Linked DNA regions of Pan troglodytes: region 1 is linked to region 2. The links are chromatin contacts, called in public HiChIP or PLAC-seq maps. All regions are on one chromosome and are shown on one strand. The core of a region is the stretch at or near the end of the contact, and the rest is flanking DNA. Distances in the headings are between cores, read along the strand shown.

What was found. HiChIP or PLAC-seq counts read pairs in DNA pulled down with a chosen protein or histone mark.
Region 1: an H3K4me3 HiChIP or PLAC-seq map of stem cell-derived excitatory neurons shows a contact between it and region 2, with 3 times the contacts expected there. The contact joins the promoter of RIC8B here to the promoter of RFX4 in region 2. A contact is called at or near these places in 2 of 7 Hi-C or Micro-C datasets (induced pluripotent stem cells and stem cell-derived neural progenitor cells) and 1 of 1 datasets of contacts at active chromatin or transcription factors (stem cell-derived excitatory neurons).

The regions. Positions count from the first base shown.
Region 1 is chr10:113,578,952-113,585,386 of NHGRI_mPanTro3-v2.0_pri, reverse strand. RIC8B (RIC8 guanine nucleotide exchange factor B) reads right to left here and starts at 2,552. Exons shown (of 13, transcript XR_673594.5): 1 at 1,940-2,552.
Region 2 is chr10:113,385,913-113,393,048 of NHGRI_mPanTro3-v2.0_pri, reverse strand. It overlaps RFX4 (regulatory factor X4), which reads right to left and starts at 1,271. Exons shown (of 18, transcript XM_001161826.7): 1 at 912-1,271. The coding sequence starts at 954.

The DNA of each region.
Region 1 (6,435 bases), core at 1,303-3,802, 190 kb before region 2:
TTCAGATACCACCTTAAGCAAGACACACCATGCAAAACAACCTTAAAAACATTCCCAATACAAAAGGGGAGCTGGAGATGTTCAGGATTTAAGCTCTGACAGCACCTGGCCAGGAGTGGTAAGTAGATACCAATCTGGAGGGAGACCAATGAGAAGAGATAAATTGGAGGAAGCAAATCTGGAGTCTAATTAGTTTAGCCATAAAGGGAAGGAGAAATATTAAAGAACGTGATTATATCCAGTTGAAGGTTTTTCCTCCTTCCTCCCCTACAGAAACAAATTCCTATTTATTGCTGGGTATCTGGCATATAGTAAGTGCTAAATAAACATTAGTTGATTCAACAAATGGCCAAGTTCTCTTTGCATTTCTTGCTTCTGAAAATCAGTTTGAAGCTGCCTTATATCTTTTCTGGAAAGCAGTAATAAATCGGGTTAAATCATAATCTCCACAATATGTACAACTATGCATTGAATGAGTTATTCCTAAATTAGGCAGACATGTTCAACAATAAAGCGTATCAGAAAGTGAAGGAGCTAAGATATGAATAGATAGAACCTATGAATCTTCCCAAGGAAAGCAACACAGTACGGCAGAAAGAGCGCTGGACTTGGAGTTGGACAACCTAAATTCAAATCTCAGCTCTATCTCTCAGTGGCTGTGTGGACTTGGGACCACATTATCATTCTAAATTTTATCATTTGTGAATTGGGGAATACCATCACTCTCCTCCCAGGGTTGTTGGGAAGATTAAACGGGAATTCAGCCACCAGTATGCCATTTCTGCCCCGGGTGGAAAAGATTCAAAAATAAGACACAAATTGTCAGTAATACAAAGTGGATGGATGCAGTGGTGGACACAAAGCAAACACTGAAGGGGAGACGATGTACGGGGGCAAAAGAAAGAAAAACATTAACAGCTAGGTTGTGACTTGGTGTTGGGTGTGTTTTCACAGAAGGGAGTCGCCAGTCATTCCTATAAAGCAGTCTTCTAAACCAACGGATAAAGGTGTGGTAGGCTATCTTTTGAAGTGAGCATGTAAAATTCCTGGAAGGAAAAGTAATGAAGAGCTAACGGTTCTTGGAAAGAGGTTCTGAGAAGTGACTGGGATTTATAACAAGATACTCTTTTACGCAGAGTTGTAAAGTGGAAATAACTAAACTGGAATACCAGCTCCAAGTATGACCTTGGGCAAGTTACTTAACCAATCTAGAGTCTCAATTGCAAAATGCAGATAATACCTCACAGGATTGCTGTAAGATTAAATGAGATAATGGATAGGAAAGCTGTTAATGCGATACAAATAACAGGTATCATTAGGAGTTACATTCTCCACCCACTTACAACATTATATGTCCATGACCTTGGGCGTGATTTCAGCTCTTTGCACCTCGGTTTCCTCATCTATAAAATGGGGAGGATGATACCATCTACCCTATAAACACTCTGAGGATCAAAGGAGACCATAGATGAGACATCAATGCCTTGAAAACCGTACAGTGCTAAAGGTATAGAAACTGCCATCGTTGCTGATACATCTGATGCATGTCACGGGCCGTGTTTATGCAGGGAAGCACGTATTTTTATGCTATACAGGTGAGGAAGCCTCTCATGCATTTATGCATCCAGGAGTGGGGCACGGGGCACAGATGCACATCTACGGATTCCGGGGGTGTGACTTGCACGCTTGAGAGGAGGACCGGAGGTCAAGCTGCTGGGCCAGGAATCAGAGGAGTGGGCGCTACAGTGGGGGTAGTGGGATGCAGGATGCATGGATGGAAAAGGCTGGGGGCACAAACACGCATGCCCAAGCCGGAAACGTTTTCGGGGGAGAGCAATGCGCATCCCCGGAATGAGGGGGGTGGGGAAGGATGCGATGTGCAAGCACGGAGGGCGGCCCGGGGGTGCGATACCGCACGCCCGGGGCCAGGACTCTTTACCTTGTCGCTGTAATCCCTCAGGACCCGCTCGATAGCCCCTGCTTCGCCGGCCCGGACGATGTAGAGGGCGCGCTCCTCATCCATGGCCGCAGGTGCGGGGGAGCCGCGGCCGCTCTGCGCGCCCAAGCCGCTGCCTCCAGGTAAACGCCTCGCGCCCCCGCTCGCTCCTTCCCAGCTTCCTTCCTTCCCTCTTTCCCTCCCTCCGTCCTGCCTCCAACCCGCCAGCCTCCGCCCGGGCCGGCCCGACGTCACCGCCCCTCAACTTTCACCCCGCGACGTCACCGCTCCCCCAGCAACCGGCGCCTCACGGCCGCCCCCGACAAGGCCCAGGACTCGGTCGAGGCCTGGCTAGCGGACCGAGGCGGAGTCAGGCCCAAGGCCCTGCTTGCTCTCCTGCCTCTCCCTCCCTCGGAGAACTGTCCAGTCTTTTAAGGGGGCTTTCACAGACTGAACCGTTCTTCTTTCCTGACCCTCCTCTATGAATCATTCTCAAAGGACTAGAGCAACCCGGCTCTTCCCCGCCCATCTATGAACCAGCCGCTAAATGGACTGCAATTCCCTGCATGCAATGGGGCTATCCCGTTCTTCCATCTAATTTACTGGCGTGCCGAATGGCATGCTGGGATTAGTAGTCATCCAGCCGGAAAGACTTCCCGCCAAGGGCATACTGGGAACTGTGGTACCGCGAGGGCCGGAAACGGGAGTCTGGCGGCCGCCTGAGGCCGGCGGCGGGGAGACCGTTAGAGGGAGGGTCTAAGCGTCTGCTTCGGTTTTGTTCCTTATGTCGCTGACTGTCCTGCTCCAGTCTCGGCTGGCTGGGCTGGCTGGACTGGCCGACGGTCGCGGAAACTGCCATCCCTTGGTGGGAACTGTCAAGCACGGTTTAATTCCCTTTTCTCATTTAGCGGTTTCGGTCTCGGGAATTCCTTCCACCCTTATTTGCGTTCTTGTTATGTACTCAGCTACAGTAATGTGGGAAATAATCGAAGGCAGTTATCTGGATAAAAGAGGACTCGGCGATTTTCTGCCTTAATACTAATCTCTAGCATGCATCTCGTGCCCCCGGGGCTCCAGACTCTCTTAGGTAATTTCCCTATATCCTCTAATTATCCCAACACAAATTTTTGTGGAAATAAAAAGGAACCCGAATAGTTTCAGTAATTTATCCTAAGTCACACGGCCAGAGAATGGGAAAGTCGAGGTTTGAAACCAGGCCTTTCCCCCCGAAGCGGCCGCTCTGCGACCTCCGGGAACTGTAATAATACCGATACAGTAGCGGTGGTGGTGATGACAAAGGTTCCCATTGCCCCGGTGGTAATTACGTGTCAGGCACTCTGTTAATACTTCACCTGTGTTAGCTCAATCAATTTCATACACATTCATTCAACAAATATTTGAGAGCCTGTGCTGTGCCCAGGTGCTGTTAAATGCAGTGTGGATACAGTGGGCCCAAAGTAAAGTCCCTGCCTTCATGGAGCTTCCATTCTAGTGAGCACCCATATGAGTTATTCTCATTTTAAGATGAGGAAACTGAGTCTTGGAGAGGTTAGTTGGTTAATTTATCAAAATTGCAGATTTTTGGAAACTGAATTTGAACTCAGAGCCTGTGCTCTTTCTGCTCTCCCAAGCTTTTTTTTTGATGGAAAGTGGATGAATTCTCCAAGTAATTTCAAGTTTTCCATTCCAAGCAGCCTTTACCCATAATCATCCTTGATGTCTCCCCTACCAGTCTCTCCCTCTTGAGCTGTGCTGAAGAGGAACTAGAGGGGGCAAAAGTTTATTTATCTAATGATTGAATTTCTTCTATGCTGTGGTAGATATTCTGCTAGATACTGGGAATTCGGAAATAAGAACGAACATGGGACCTGAGTTTATGGAGCTTTTGGTCTTTCTGTATATTATACTTTCCATGCAGCAAACATTTATTGAGCATATTTGAGTCAGGCATTGGGGTAGGTGCTCTGTAATAAATTAAGTCAGAAAGATTTTAATCCATCTCTCCAAAAAGCACATTTTAGTAAGGTCATGGAATAGTTAGCTAATTTTCTAAGCTAATAGTAACATCTTGCGATTGTTTTTAACAGTTTACAGAACTTTTTAATACTTCTAATCTCAATGGATCATTGGGGAAGGTATTGTTCCCACTTTATAGATAAGAAAACAGGGTCAGATGAGTTAAGTAGCAAGAACTGGGACAAAAACTGAGAGCTGTTAACAAAGTATTTGTGTGCCTGCTCTGTGTCCAGTACAGAATTAAGTGCTTTGGGGGTATCCATATATTTATTTTTGGAGCAAGGGTCTCCCAGAGACGATATTAAACGAGCACAAAGTATCTTATTTCCGTAGAGATGTTTCTCTTTAGAATTCTTTTAGAAGGTCTCTGACATTTCAGACACATGTCTTTGAAGTGTCTGTTTGCCAGAAATAGGCTATGTTTTTAGTCTCCAACTCTGTACTTCTAAAAAGAGATTTTAAAAATGTAAAACCAGATGAATTAATGACTTGGGAAGTTGTACTTTAGTAATTTTAATTAAATGTTCGTATTCTGATTTTATAACTCAAAGGGATCTTTGACTCTAATTCAAGTCATCTTTTGACCACTGACGAGACTCTGGTTCCAGAAAAATTAAGTGGCTTGTCCAAGGTCAATAGCAGACTCTGGGAATGGAGCCTAGACTAGCTGAGTCCTAGGTCACTACATCACTTTACCTCCTTGAATATTAGTTACGGGATACTTTCAGGGACTAGAGACTCTAGTCCTGTTCTGACTTCACTTCCTGGTGATGCTTGAGTGGCATGATAGCAAGGAATTAATATTTAGAGCCTTGGTAATCAAAGCAACAAATATTTTTTCACAAGTCGTTGCTCATAGAAACAGTAATATAGTAATCCTAGATATATCTATGGATAGAGATTTTAAATTCTTAAAATATCTCCACGTAGATTATTTGATTTAATCCTTACTATAGCTGAAATTGCAAGGTCAATAAGAGGCACTATTTTCTTTTTTACAGAGAAAAGGGAAGTTCAGAGTATTGATTAGCTGGCTCATAAGCAAGGAAGTTTGCTAATAAGTGGTATAGTTAAGGGCTAGAAGCACCCTGGGCTCTGATAACATAAAATATTATGGACTTTCAGGTTAGGGCCAATGAAAAAGCCTGCAAATAGATACTAGTCATTTATTTTGGACTTTGATATATCCTGCTGTGGCATTTCCTCTTGCCATGACAATGGGCTAGTTGGAATGTGCCAAACCGAAGGTCTTTAGTGAGTACCTGGTGCTAACAGCTTTTAAAATTCAACTGTTGTAATATTTTGAATACATTTTCTTTAGGAGAAAGCAGAATTTAAAGCCTTGGCAGTTTGGTCTATTGGCTACAGCTCCAGAACTGGAGTTCAGAGAATTCCACTAATTCAAGATATGACTTGTCACTCAGCAACCACCACCTCACTATGTGAGGCCACTCAGCCTTTCTTGAGGTTTAGAAATTTAGAACTGAAATAATAGCTGGATTGTCCCACAGTGTCCTTAGCTGTTAAACTAAGGGATTGATCCAGATATTATTCCAGTTCTAAATTTTTCAGTTCTAAAATTTTGTGATTTTCGAAAAAACAAAACCACCTTTAAATATGCTAATTCTTTAGAAAAATCTATTATGAAGAGTGGGGATGTGAAAATCAATATGTGCAAATCAAATATCAATATGATATATGCAAATCATTCCTTGGGCATACCTCCAAAGATTCTGATTCAGTTGATCTGTGGTGAAATCTGGATACTGGTAGTTTTAAAAGCTTCTCAGTTGATTTGAATAAACAGCTAGTATTGAGAACCACTGGATCAATATTTTGATAGAGTATCTACCACTGAACTGGTTTTTTTGATAGACCCCCAAACTCATGTGCATGTAACTCATTAGTCTTTGAGAAATAACCTGACAATATGAAAGTTATTTTTTTGGCCGGGCGCGGTGGCTCATGCCTGTAATCCCAGCACTTTGGAAGGCCAAGGCGGGTGGATCACCTGAGGTCAGAAGTTCAAGACCAGCCTGACCAACATGGAGAAACCCCATCTCTACTAAAAAAAAATACAAAATTAGCTGAGTTTGGTGGTGCATGCCTATAATCCCAGCTACTCGGGAGGCTGAGGCAGGAGAATCGCTTGAACCTGGGAGGCGGAGGTTGCAGTGAGCCGAGATCGTATCATTGCACTCCAGCCTGGGCAACAAGAGTGAAACTCTGTCTCAAAAAAAAAACAGAAAGGAAGTTATTTTTATTTCATTTTTTACCAAGAATGCAGTCTCAGCCGGGTGCGGTGGCTCATGCCTGTAATCCGAGCACTTCAGGAGGCCAAGGCAGGCCGATCTCTTGAAGTCAGGAGTTTGAGACCAGCCTGGCCAACATGGTGAATCCCCATCTCTACTAAAAATACAAAAATTAGCTGGGCGTGGTGGTGCATGCCTGTAACCCCAGCTACTTGGGAGGCTGAGGCAGGA
Region 2 (7,136 bases), core at 22-2,521:
AACAGATCTAGAAGTGTGACGGCTCTTCAAAGGTGCTAGGAGTGGGAGGTGGCGAAAACTACTGGAGGAAGAACCGAGATACCAGGCGTTTTCGTTGTGAAAGATTCCTTGGCCTCCTTTTTTCGTTGTTAAGGACCGCCGCGCCCCCAAAACCTGACGCCCAGCAGCTCTTGAACTGCAGAGCAGTTTGCAGACCCCAACGCCGAGTTTAGCGGGCCACTCTGCGTCCTGCCCTCCCTCCAGCAAGGTCACAGCTCCCTAGTGGAGCCCGGCGTTGGGTGCCCCTTCCTGGCAGAAAAGCTAAAAGCCCGCCCCCACAGCCCAGGACTCCCACCTCCCGTTTCTGCGGATTCCCCCGGACCACCGGGTTCGCCGCCGCCACTCCCTCCAGCTGCGCGTCTCTACCAGCCGGAGCCTCGGTCCCCACCTCCCAGGCGCAGTGCGAAGCCGTCACCCTCCCCCGCCTCGGGGCGTTCCGCTCGGCTTCCCGGCCCTGGCCGCCAGACCCCGAGCGCACCGCTATTCCGAGGCTCCCATACCCTAGGAGGACCTGGGTCCGGGAGGGGGCGGTCGGCTGGCAAAGTTTCTGCAAGTGGCACCTCGAGCTCGCCGCGAGCCAGCGCATCTTTACGGAACTTTGTGTCCAGGGCAAGCGAAAGCGCGCTCCTTCGCGCGCGAGCACGCACACACACTCACACACGTACACAATCACACGCTTATACACAGACTTCCACGCATCCAGTTACACACATCGCCTCGAATTGAAAACTTCTGCAAGCTCTGCGTTATTCTTTGGGGTTCCACTGTCAAGTTGACCCGTCTGAACTTTCCCCAACTTCTTTCTAAAGTTCCCCCTCTCCCTTCTCCTTCCCTCCCAATGTATCCCCCCACCCCCCGCCAGTAGGACTAACCTGTGGAATCCATGTCGGGTTCCTCCAGTAACCCACAATGCATGCTCTTCCCATGGACAGCACAGGCGCCCCCCAAAAGTCCTGATGTTTGGGGATCCCCTGTGCTAGAGATGCCCAGGGAGGAAGGGAGGGAGGGAGGGAGAAGGGGAGAGAGAGAGACGCAGAAAGTGAGGGGGCACAAGGATAAAGGAGGAAAGGAAAAGAAAAGAAAAAGAAGAGGAAAGAAAAGAGAAAGAAGAAAAGAGGAGAGAGAGGGAGAGACGGGAGCGAGCTCGGAGAAGGGGGAGAGAGAAAAAGCGAGCGAGCGAGGGGACACTCAGTAATCCAGCCGGGCAAAGCCAAACCCGTCAAAATGTTTGCGGATGTTTCATGGGAAAAAGCATCATTTTATAGGAGCCCCGATGGGAGCAATGTCATTGATAGGCCAGCCGGCCTGATGAATGGCCGTTCGTCAGATGGGGCCGTGGCGAGGCGCACTGTGAAGCCCATTGTGGGCCTGTTTTGAATAAGAAAAGCCGCCTCCGAAAAGGGGGGCTCAGAGCGACGCAATCCCAGCCCTCCGACTTCCCCCTTCTATTATAGCATTAGCAACGTTTTTCTTATTTAAAGTTCCAGAGGCCTTCTCCAGCCTTCGCCCGGCACTCATTATAGGCGAAATCAAAATTGGCTTAGATGTGGCCCCCTCCCCCTCCCGGCCCTTCCCCGCCATCGGGCCCCGCGCCGCGCTGGCAGGCCGGGAGGGGGGTGCGGGGCGCGGGGGAGCCGCGGGGAACTCCTGGAGCCTGGGGAGTCGCCTGCGCTACCACGAGTGGGGCCCCACTCCCTTCCTTCTCTTGCGCCCCCACCCACCCCCCATTTTGGTCCTGGGTTAGATTTCGGGTGGTGGCCCTGGGAATGCGGGAGGGGGTATGTCTTGACCCCTTACACGCGGATCCGCAGACACGCGTGGGGGAGTGAAGCGAGCTTGAAGGGGAAAGGGTGGGGAAGGGGAACTGAATCCCTAAGACCCCATGCCCCAATCTGAGCGCAACAAGGCCGCTAGGCGGGGAGGAGGTGAGTGGCTGGTTCGCCTCCTCCAGAACTTTCTGTCTTCCTCTGGGCCTGGGTCCTTCATCCTGTTTCTCTCCTTCCATCTCGCTGTCTCTCTCCGCCTGTCTCCCGGTGTCTGTTTCTAGCTCTCTGTCCCTCTCGTCCTCTGTGTCTCTGTCTCTGTCCCTCTATTTCTCCTTCCTTGGCTGCTAGTGTCTCTGTCCAGACCCTGCCTCCACTTCTCTTTGTCTCCCCCTAGGACTCTGCCCCTCTCTGTCTCTATCCCCCTCGGTCTCTCTGTACTGTCCCCCCTCCCCCGCCTCTTCCCGTAACTCTGTCAGTCTGTCTGTCTCTGTTCCTCCGCCCTCCCCCTGCCCTCCCCACCCCACCGCCGTCCCCCAGTCGGCCTCGAAGTTTGTGAGAAGCCCTGGCATCCAAGTGGGGACGCGGTTTTCCCAGGGACCCCCTCCTCGGCGGAGTTGAAAGTGCAGAAAGAGGGGGGCGAGGGCCGGGGGGTGCTGGAAGTGGAAGTGAGGGGGAGCAAGCTGCGTCTCCTGCGGGCCCCGATAAAGTGGCCGTTCGCGGGTCGGCCGCGCTGTGATTAGAATATGAATGGGGCCCGGCGGGCGGAAGAGAAAGGCGGATTACCCCGGGTGCTTTGACCATGGACAGAGGCAGAGCCGGCCGGCCGCGGCGGGGGCGGGGAAGCGCGGAGTCCCTAACGCCGTGCGGGAGTGGGGGTCTCTAACCCCGGGCCCCTGGCTGCGCGCGGCTTTCCGCGATCCTTCGGAAAGACGCCCCCCGCCCCTCGGTCCGCCCCCTCCCCACAATCAGAGCTGAGTGGGACAATGTACGGAGGCTGGGGAGCCCGAGGGGCCAGCACGTGCCGAGTTAAGGTCACGGGGCGGGAGGAAGGGGGCGGCGCGCGGTACCGGCTGGACAGAGCCCGGGATGGACTGACGGTAGCGCGGGGTTCGAATCCCAGCTCTGTAAATTCCTTCATCGTTCTGGGCCTCAGCTTCCTCGTCTGTGAAATGTAGCAAAGTTGCCCCCTCTCAAGCTTTGGGGGAAGATAACTGAGGCAGTGGTTATAAAAGGAGCCGGGCATTTGCTGTTCCCTCTACTTGGCACTCTGCCGGCTCCTCCTTCCTCACAGGTGCCTAACCGGCCGACACCTTTGCGTCACCCTGGTCTCACCTGAGCGTCGCCTCCTCGGGGGTGCTGTGCCTGACCACTCTCTGCGAAGGTCCCTTCCTGCCCCGGCCGCTGCCGGGCTCATTACCCGGTTTATTTCTGGAGGACTTTGTTCACCACCCCATGCCCAGTGCCTAGAAGGGCGCCAGGCACATTCTTTCCCGCTGCGATGCTGGTGATGGGAAAGAGGTCGATGGAAACCTTTGGCAGCCGAATGCCATGGTGGCGGTCACCGCGCGTCCTCGTGGTGCGCCTGGCAGCAATGACAGCGGAATTCGAAGTCAGATCTGACTGTTCGCGTTCGCCTTTGTAGCCTTAGCTTCTCTGCCACTGGAATAGGCTGAAGAGTAAAAGCCTTCTTCAGACGGCGGGAGGGTCTGACAGCGCGTAGATGGAGCCTGGCCAGAGGCGTTCCGGTGGCAGCAAGGAGCGCGTCCCCAGGGTGGGCGGCTGCCACCGCCCGGAGAGTCCTTGAGGGATGCCACGGGGGCACGGGTGGTCTCCAGGGCGTTTGAGACTATTATTGTTGCTATTATTATTATAATTTTTGCACGCAGAGTGGAGGTGGGTAGGGTGAGGTGAGCCGGGCTCACAGGCCAGGAGTGAGGCGGAAGAACCCGGAGCCAACCCAGCACAGCTCAGAGCCGGGCCAGGTGCGGCTGGTCCCGGCCCAGCGCTGCTTCACCTGGGATGGCACGAGTTCTCGGGCATGACCATGCTGCAGCGCCTGGGAGCTTAAAGAAATGAAAATAATAATCGCTCATTTGTTCCTTGGCAAATTTTTACTGTGCATCTACTATGTGTCCAGAACTATTCTAGGAAGCGGAGGCTACATCAGTGAACAAAATAGACCAAAAAAAAAAAAAAAAAAAAACTTGCTCTCCTGAAGCTTACATGGGAGTGAGGGGAAACAGATAATATATACAACATAGAATTAAGAGGTGGAGACGAAGTCAAGGGAGGGCCTCTCTGAGAAGCTGACATTTGAGCTTAAAAGTAATGGTATCCAGGGGCTAGTCACAAGGGTGTCATTTGTGACAATTCACTGACTGTGACACTTGTGATTTTGCGCATTTTTTGGAATGTATTTCATACTTCAATAAAATGTTTGCTTAGATTTAATGCTGTCAACATCATAAATAGTAATAGCTACCATTTACTATTAATGTATTCATTATGTGTTTCCACGGGTTCAGGCGTCTTCCACGCATTAGTTCATTTCATCCTCACAACACAACTAATACATATTATTGTCGTCTCCACTTTTAGGAGAACTACTGGGGTTCTGTGTGGCTCTCTTGCCCTTGACAGACACTGTGGACACAGTAATGAATTATCCAATTCCTATCCTGCAGAGGCTTGAAATCTCAATAGAACATAGCACAGGGGCAGGGAGGGGGTGATGGGGAAATTGTGGGTGCTATGAGAGCAAAGAGAGGGCAATGTGACTGATCCTCGGAGGCTGGTGTCAAGGCAGGCCTCCTGGAGGAAGTGGTGACCCAGGAGCTGAATTAGCCAGACAAGGGGGTTGAGGGTGTTACAAACAGAGGCACAGGCGAAGAGGAGAACCTGTGGAGTGTGTTTGGGACTGGAGCCTGGCCTGGCTGCACATGGAACCCAAGAGAGGAAGAGAGGATTAACAGGCCATTTCATGGGGAGGTAAGCTAGGGCCATGCCAAGAAATGTACCCTAGAAGGGTTTGGTGCATATAGGACTAAATCTACATTTTGAAGAGATCACAAAATGTGAAGAGATCTCAAGCTGTGTGGTGGCCAGATGGGGGTTGGTTGCAGGAGGGGGTGGGAGGGAGGGATCAGGATGACCTGACACAGGTACATGGCAGTAGGGGCAGGGTTCAGGAGATACCAAGGAAGCTGTATTTCCAGGCTTGATGTTGATTAGTTGTGGCCAGGGATGGGGAGGGAGAAGGGATTCCCAGGTTTCTGACTTGAGCAATGAGTAGCTATTGGTACGAGGATGTGACATGAGGAGGGAAGACTTGGCAGCAAGACAGAAGGGTTTGAAGGGCCCTTAAAACTTCCCAGTAGCCCAGTGGCAATGACAGCCAGGCAGACCCACAAAGGTGTGGAGTTGGCACTGCTTGTGCAGACCTGGGTGGCTGCTGAATCCCCTGGAATGGATGAACGAGCAGCATGAAAGAGGAAGGTGCAGGGCGGATCCCTTTTAGATCACGGGGTGTGCTCTGCCTCCACTGCTGTAATCTCAACAGTCCCTGTACTTTCCAAACCCAGCACTCACTTCATTGTAATTATTTATTTGTCTGATGTGGTAGATGGTATTACTTATTCATAATTCTCTCTTCCCTCTCTGGCCCACTCTGGCTTTCCTTCCCGCTGATTTGGGGTTTGGCTATTGGCTTGCTTTTGCCAACAGAATGTGAGCGGACAGCATATGTTAAATGAAACCAGAGGCCTTACATGTCCTGGGGGTAGTTTGGCTAGTACTCTTGGACTCCTGACTTGCCTTGAGCGAACCCCAAGTAGTCACTGGTCCTAGAACGAGAGACACATGGAGCCAACCAGGACCTGCCAGGCAGTTTGAAGAGCTCCCCTTTTCCCCAGGGACCCACAGAACTGTGAGCAAGAAATAAATGTTCGTTGTTATAAGCCACTGAAAGTTGTTGGTAATAGTCTTACCATCTTAAAGGGGAAAGACAAGTCTATAAGTAGGGTTTTGATATATTAATGTCTTCTCCTTTAAAATGGTAAGACTATTACTAATAATAGCTAATGCTTATTAAGCATTTACTAAGAATCAGGCACAGTTCTAAGGCTTAATTGTCACAAAAATCCTGTGAGGTACTTTTATTATACCCACTTACATGAGGCACAAAGAGGTTAGGTAACTTACTTAAGGTCACACAAGTAACAACAGGGTCAAGATTTGAACCTAGGCAATCTGCAGACATAAGGGGAGCTATAGAGGTGCTAGTGAGGAACATCTCTCTGGAGATGGCTTCACCACTGTGAATCGCCTTAAAGAGTAAGCCCATGGAAGAACCCTAGCTGGCTTCTCTCAGCATCCATGTCAGCTTAAGCCAGCCTTTCTGGAAGAAACCCTTGGAACTATAGCATGTGCTTCAGATCTGAGCTCATCCCCAGAGCCACTGGAAGCCAGGCCTCCAGGTTGCCCAACCTACATGAACCTTTATTTCCACAATGCACTGTGACTGCAGCCTGAGGCAGGACTGCCTAGCCAACCAGCAGACCTGTGATATACGCTTGTTATTGTAAGCCACTCTAAGCCACTCTGTCCTTGGGTGGTTTGTGATGCAGCCTTGTTGCAGTAGTAACAGGGTTAGGGTAAGAGTTAGGGATAGGAGTAGGGGTTAGGGTTGGGGCTGGGGTCCAGGCAAATTGTATGGTGACCTTTAAAAAGAGGGTAGATATGAAGATAGGAGAAACGGACAGATTTGGGGTATATGTTGGAAGTAAAACAAGACTTGCTGATGGATAGAGGTAGGGAATGAGAATAAGAATGAAGAAACCCTTGTGTTTTTAACTCTAACAACAGGGTAAATTGTGGTCCTATTTACTAAGACGGAGAAGTCTGAGGTCAAACAGGTTTGGGGCAAAACCAATACCTCTTCTCAGCCATGTATGGTTTGAGATGCCTCTTGGGCATCCACTGCAGATGTCAAATCGGCATTTTGATATATAAATTTAGGGTTCAGTGGAAAGGTTAGAACTAGAGATATAAATGGCTGGGGATTGTTATCCACAGAACACCGTTCCTTAAACTTAGTGTGTTGCAGAATCAGCTGGAGGACTTTATATTGAAATACACTAGTGAGTCTTGTCCCCCGAGATTCTGATTAAGAAGGTCTGCAGTGGGCCCAGCAATATGTACTTCAAGAAAGTTTTATTATAAAACAATTCAAATAAATATAAAATAAGAGGCAGTAATACAGAGAACCCCCATAAGAAAGTAACCATAAGGCAATTATTATCAACATGGGATCAATGCCGATTCATCTGTAAA